Regions from separate parts of the Mus musculus genome. Here region 2 is linked to region 1. Evidence: chromatin contacts called from public Micro-C data. All regions are on one chromosome and are shown on one strand. Each heading gives the region's core, a stretch centred on a gene start, on an enhancer-like site or on the middle of the called end of the contact. The rest is flanking DNA. Distances are from core to core; before and after follow the strand shown. Region 1 holds the start of Ednrb (endothelin receptor type B). Region 2 overlaps D130009I18Rik (RIKEN cDNA D130009I18 gene).

Region 1 (2,700 bases), core at 145-2,644:
AGAAGGTATCAGATCTCATTACAAATGGTTGTGAGCCACCATGTGGTTGCTGGGAATTGAACTCAAGACCTCTGGAAGATCAGCCAGTGTTCTTAACCTCTGAGCCATCTTGCCAGCCCCTCAAGCAGGGTCTTCTTTAGGATCTCCCCGCAAAGTAATTTCAGGTTGAGGCAAATTGACATGTAAAGCAGCTAGAACGATAGTCAAGTACAAAATTAGCGTTAGTAGTCTACAAGTGCTCTAAAAAACAGGGCAGAGGCACATCTCAGCAGGAATTAGCAGGGACATTCCCATTGCATGGAAGACACACTAATAGAGATGATGAGAAAGAGAGAGGTAGAGAAGAAAGCCTGAGTGAAAGTGACTTGTGTCAAAGGGACAGGTTCAAAACTGCCCTTGGAGCAGGCACATCCTTACTGAAGCACACAAAGAATTCCTTATTGCACAACACTGTATGTTGGCACGAAAGTCCACGTGAAGCAGTTCCATGCTGACCTTGTCTTCACTGAGGCAGGAGGATAAACATTGTCTTCAAAACAACCTGATTTGGAATTGGTGCTCATGCCCAGGCCATAGTTCCCATCCCTTAGACTTAACTACAGTCCACATTTAAAGTTCACCTTTTAACATACACGCGCACGTTCTGCTTCCAGCTTCATGGGAAACATTTGATAGGCGTTGCCCATCTAAGATGCAAATCCTAGTTGTACAATGAACTAGCTGGGAGACAAAGGGGGTCTAGAGGATGACCTCCTCTGCAGGCACAGCAGGATCTTGCTGATAGCAGAATAATGCACCTCACCCACCACTCTGCGCAACGGAAGATCCCTAGCATTCCCTTCTCTACCATAAAGACAGAAGCCAAGAATGACAGGGAGAGTTCATTTCCTTGCTCTGTCTGGTAAAATAAGCGTCAGGTTGAATTTGTAAATAGGCTTCCTGAGTATTTTCCTGTCTTCTGCCTCAGGTCCCTTTAGGCAACAGTAGAAAGACCCCTAGTAATGGCACCTCAGTACACAGGAAGAGGGATCTACAGGGCACAGAGAGAGATCTACAGGGCCTTTTGGTCCTTTGGGTGGGCAGTCCCTCTGCCGAAGAAGAAAGCGTCCCGCCCTGCATGCTGGCTTAAAACTTAAGGGCAAAACAAAACAAAACAAAACAAAATCAAAAAACAAGAACAAACGAAAGACAACTTCCCCAAACCAAGCAGATTTCGGGAATCACTACAGGACATTTGTGTGAACAGTCGGAGTATTCAAAGTCCAGGTTGATACAGAACCTTCTCTCCTAGGTTCCAGATCCCAGGTTGTCATGGGATATGTTAGTTTCTTCGTTGAGTAAGAAATAAACAGCTTTATGTGAGACACAACTCTGAACTAGGACTGCCCCTCCCAGCGGTCAGCTGGGGCTGATACTGTCCAGGCGTCGCCCAAGGGAAAAGGTTGTGGCAAGGTCGCTCAGAAAACGCGGGAGGAGTCTGGCGTTGATTGATGCTGGGAAGGGACCGAATGAATAAAAGTACTTGTCTGGGGACAGCAAAGACCCCGCTCAAGCTGCTGAGGATCCGCTGCCTGGCATTCTCTCGGTCTTTTGTCAGAGCCAGAGCTGCATTCAGTTGCGAGAGGCCTGTTTAGGAGCAGCTGGACGCCTGCTGAGAGCCGCAAGCTCCCTAGGGCAGTTGACAACCTGGGAAGGAGGTTCCCTGCTCGTGGCGCTGCTCCTGGTGCTTCCAATCCGCACGAGGTAACGAACCATCCTGGTTTAGCTTTGAATTAACATCTGTGGCTGAACCGTGCTTTGGGGCTTCCGCTTTGCTTAGTGGTTCGGGGGTTTTTTAATTAGTAAAACTTACACACGACAGCGATTTAAACCGAGATTGGGTTGTAAGGCGAGTGTTTGAAGTCACTGGGACAGCACAGAAGTTGGTGCTGATCTGTTATTCTCTCGGTTCTTGGCTGAGTGCATTGACGTATGCCCTTGGCCGCTAGGTGCCTTCACTCCGGGTCCCCAAGCTTAGCTAAAATTGGGCTTGCTTCTTCCCGGCACATACGAGTGTTCTTTCATTGGGACACGCACCCTCCCCAGTCTGGAACACCCCCTGCCCGAATGCTCCTCCCCACCGACTGGTCTACGGCAGGGCTGGGGATTAAAACTCTGCGAGCAGGGTCCGGGAGGAGACTGAATGCAGACCAGCGGGTGGCGTGCGCCCAAGTTCCCCACTGGCGCGCAAACTTAACTTACTGTTAAGGCGCGGGTAGAGGCAACCGGGCTAGTGTGTTTTCAGAGGCTTGGCTGGGGTAGCTGACTTAAGTGTCCTGTCTTCACTCCCCAGTTGGTCTCCAGACTGAAAACAGCAGAGCGGCTACCAGACTCTCACAGGAGCAAGCTGTAACATGCAATCGCCCGCAAGCCGGTGCGGACGCGCCTTGGTGGCGCTGCTGCTGGCCTGTGGCTTCTTGGGGGTATGGGGAGAGAAAAGAGGATTCCCACCTGCCCAAGCCACGCTGTCACTTCTCGGGACTAAAGAGGTAATGACGCCACCCACTAAGACCTCCTGGACCAGAGGTTCCAACTCCAGTCTGATGCGTTCCTCCGCACCTGCGGAGGTGACCAAAGGAGGGAGGGGGGCTGGAGTCCCGCCAAGATCCTTCCCTCCTCCGTGCCAACGAAATATTGAGATCAGCAAGACTTTTAAATACA
Region 2 (2,700 bases), core at 40-2,539, 950 kb before region 1:
ATAAGATGTCATAATTGTGAAAGAAAATAGATTCACTTTTAGCATATTGAGGAGATAAGAGCTTTTCTGTAGGTGGCCAGGGTGACTCTTTAGAACCCTAGCGCCATGGCTTTCTCCCTGCAGAGATAGCCATTCAGCAAACAAGTTTGCATTTATGTGGGGATACAAAACCTCCACTTGTGAGATAGACTGATTTATGCCTTCTCTCCATTTCTAGCCTCAGGATGCTGTGTCTTTGAGGATGGCACAAAGAAGACCTCGCAAACTGGTCTCTTACAGAACATCCTGAAAGCCTTCTACATCCTTCAAAGTAGAGGGCTACCTACATAGGGGAGACTTCTGGAGGCAGCATCAGGGCCTGTGCTAGGACTCCCCCTTCTGTCTTCTTTGTGGATTTGATTATAAAGACAAGGAAAGGCTGACAAAGAAAGGAAGGGGGTGGGGACGGTGGCTCATCTTCTCAAGGTAACTTTTAAAATAGGGTTTAAAACATTTATATTTGTGTAACATAGTTCATAGTCAGCGTATTTTTATTCGTTGACCGAGTGAAAGTCTTTATCTACTTTAGAGCCTCTGTGTTTGCCGAGACTCATTAGTCAGGGAGATAGTTTAAATGCTATGAGGATAACCAATGGTATATTACATTATGACTGCAGCTAGCACCATTTTTCATTCTGCATAACACTATTCTGATTGAAAATCCATAGCCTGCTGCTAACTCTGAACCTCTCTTTCCACCTTTCCAATGAATGGACAAAGCAAGGGATTATGGGGTTTTTTTCCCCCTTTTAGAATTACTAGTCTGTGGAGATCAGTATTCTGAAATGTACCGAGTTCAACTCCTTATTTCAATTGCAATATCTATTACCCATAAGAGTGTGCCAAGATTTAAAGGCTCGCGGTAGACGGATGTCTTTTGATCATAGCTACAGTTGTCCTTGCCTGGAATGGGGGCAGGGAGGGGGAGAAAGTTTAAGCAGAGGAGGGCTGGATACTGATGGAATCCTGGCACTTTCTTTACTGCAGGTTTATTTAGGCAAGGGGTCTAAGACATTCTGAGGCTGTATATGAAGGTGTATTTACCCTGAAGGCACCTCGTGTGAAAGTGACTTTAATAAGAAAGATGTTTTCCTTGTGAGAACCTAGCATCGTAGCATTGGTCAAGGCAGGGCTGAGGGCAGCCTGTGAGTCTCTGTGCAGGAAGCCACCATGGAAGGTCTATTGGTAGGCTGGATGGAAAGCAATGCCTTCCTAGGAGTCCAACCACAGGGACGGCAAGCATCCTGCAAACAGCTTGGTTGATAGGTCTCATGGGGACTGGGATAAAAAGCAAAGAGGAGCTCAAGATGCAGGGTAGGAACAGCGTGAGATAAGTGTAGTTATATAGACAGACAAGGAAGTAACATCACCTTATTAAAAATAATTCCAAGATGCTCTCTCACCTTTGTGCCCTTCCCCCAGTCTTGAGCAGGCTAAATAGACCTTAAATGTTTGCCATAGTCAGACCTAACACCCAGGTGGAGTCAATTTCCTACAGGAGTAGACCGCCTGCTGAGCTTGCTTTGCAACACAATCCAGCTGAAACAAAGGATGGGTCTGTGGGCTCTCCCTATAGAAAGGCAGTGCTGACTATTGAAGTTGAGCCTTGATCAGAAACATCTGTCTTGGCTTCCTCCTTCTCTTCCACCGTGTTCTTTTTTCATTTCCAGCCACTCTTCCAGGTAAGCCCAGTTCTCTGTGGCTGCTGGAGTGGTACACACCTTAACTGCATGTCATGGCTCTTCTTAATCAGTGTATCAGACTGACCAAACTTTAGTTAATTTATGAGTTACTCATTAAAAAAAAACATTTTATCGATTCTTTGTGAATGTCATATCATGTACCCCAATCTCACTAATCTCCCTGTCCCTTCATATCCAGCCTCTGTTTTTGCAACCTACCCTCCCCACCAAAGGGGGAAAAAAAGATAGAATTAAAAAGGAAAAACTTGTTCTTGGAAGCTACAGTGTGTCTAATGTCCGTCTTTCCATACATATTTACTTGGAAATGTTCATTGCAGTGAGTCATTTGTCTATTTTGAGGCCTCTGGCTTCTGTTGCACTATTAATACTGGAGCCACATCAGGACTCCTCTCAGCTATCCCGTTGTTGCCTTGTTTCATGGAGATTCTGCAGCTTTGAATTTGCAGGACCAGCCCTTTCATGTGCTCCAGAAGATCATAGATGGGATAGATGTTGGGGTGGCCCAACTCAAAGCCCTGGATCTGGGCCTGGGTTGAAGCTGAATTGATACGCCCACTAAGATGAGTTTTCTAGCACTGCCCTGGTGAGCTCACCTAATGCCAAAGCTGGAAAGAGTTAGAGTTAGTTCTGTTGTTTTTATGCCCTTGGGGCAGCTCATCTGCACCTTTGACACTGGGGTGCTATGACTGGGCTACCTAGGAGACTTGCAGGGCCTGCTTTCCAGAGTACTGCAGCCAGTGAGGAGCAGGGTACCAGAGGCAAGCAGTGAGAGTCATGGGGTAGAGAGCCTTTCTCTCTTCCTCACCCTTTGTCACAGCAAATGAGGGTAGGACCAGGTCTCCCACACTCATTCCCTCAGGGATGACTCACCCGCCCTCCACACCTACCCCACCATCAGGGTCAACTCTACTGTGCTGCCCAGGTGAGAGGCAGGGCCAGCTCTCCCAAGTGTGGTGGC

Evidence for each region. A called contact is a pair of places that touch in the nucleus more often than the background predicts.
Region 2: a Micro-C map of embryonic stem cells shows a contact between it and region 1, with 2.6 times the contacts expected there. The contact joins the enhancer-like site here to the promoter of Ednrb in region 1. A contact is called at or near these places in 4 of 39 promoter capture datasets (hippocampal neurons, liver, pre-B cells and 1 more), 1 of 484 Hi-C or Micro-C datasets (embryonic stem cells) and 2 of 115 datasets of contacts at active chromatin or transcription factors (astrocytes and embryonic forebrain).

The regions. Positions count from the first base shown.
Region 1 is chr14:103,843,170-103,845,869 of GRCm38.p6, reverse strand. It overlaps Ednrb (endothelin receptor type B), which reads left to right and starts at 1,394. Exons shown (of 8, transcript NM_001136061.2): 1 at 1,394-1,743; 2 at 2,333-2,700. The coding sequence starts at 2,394. All of the region lies in intron 1 of Gm35197 (a long non-coding RNA gene), which reads right to left.
Region 2 is chr14:104,788,405-104,791,104 of GRCm38.p6, reverse strand. All of the region lies in intron 2 of D130009I18Rik (RIKEN cDNA D130009I18 gene), which reads right to left. Among named protein-coding and RNA genes, the nearest start is that of D130009I18Rik, 150 kb to the right of the region's middle. Within about 2 kb of position 1,289, at least 13 of the 459 cell types and tissues checked have an H3K27ac peak or open chromatin away from gene starts, as enhancers often do. A contact at or near this core is called in embryonic stem cells and stem cell-derived epiblast-like cells, where this site is marked.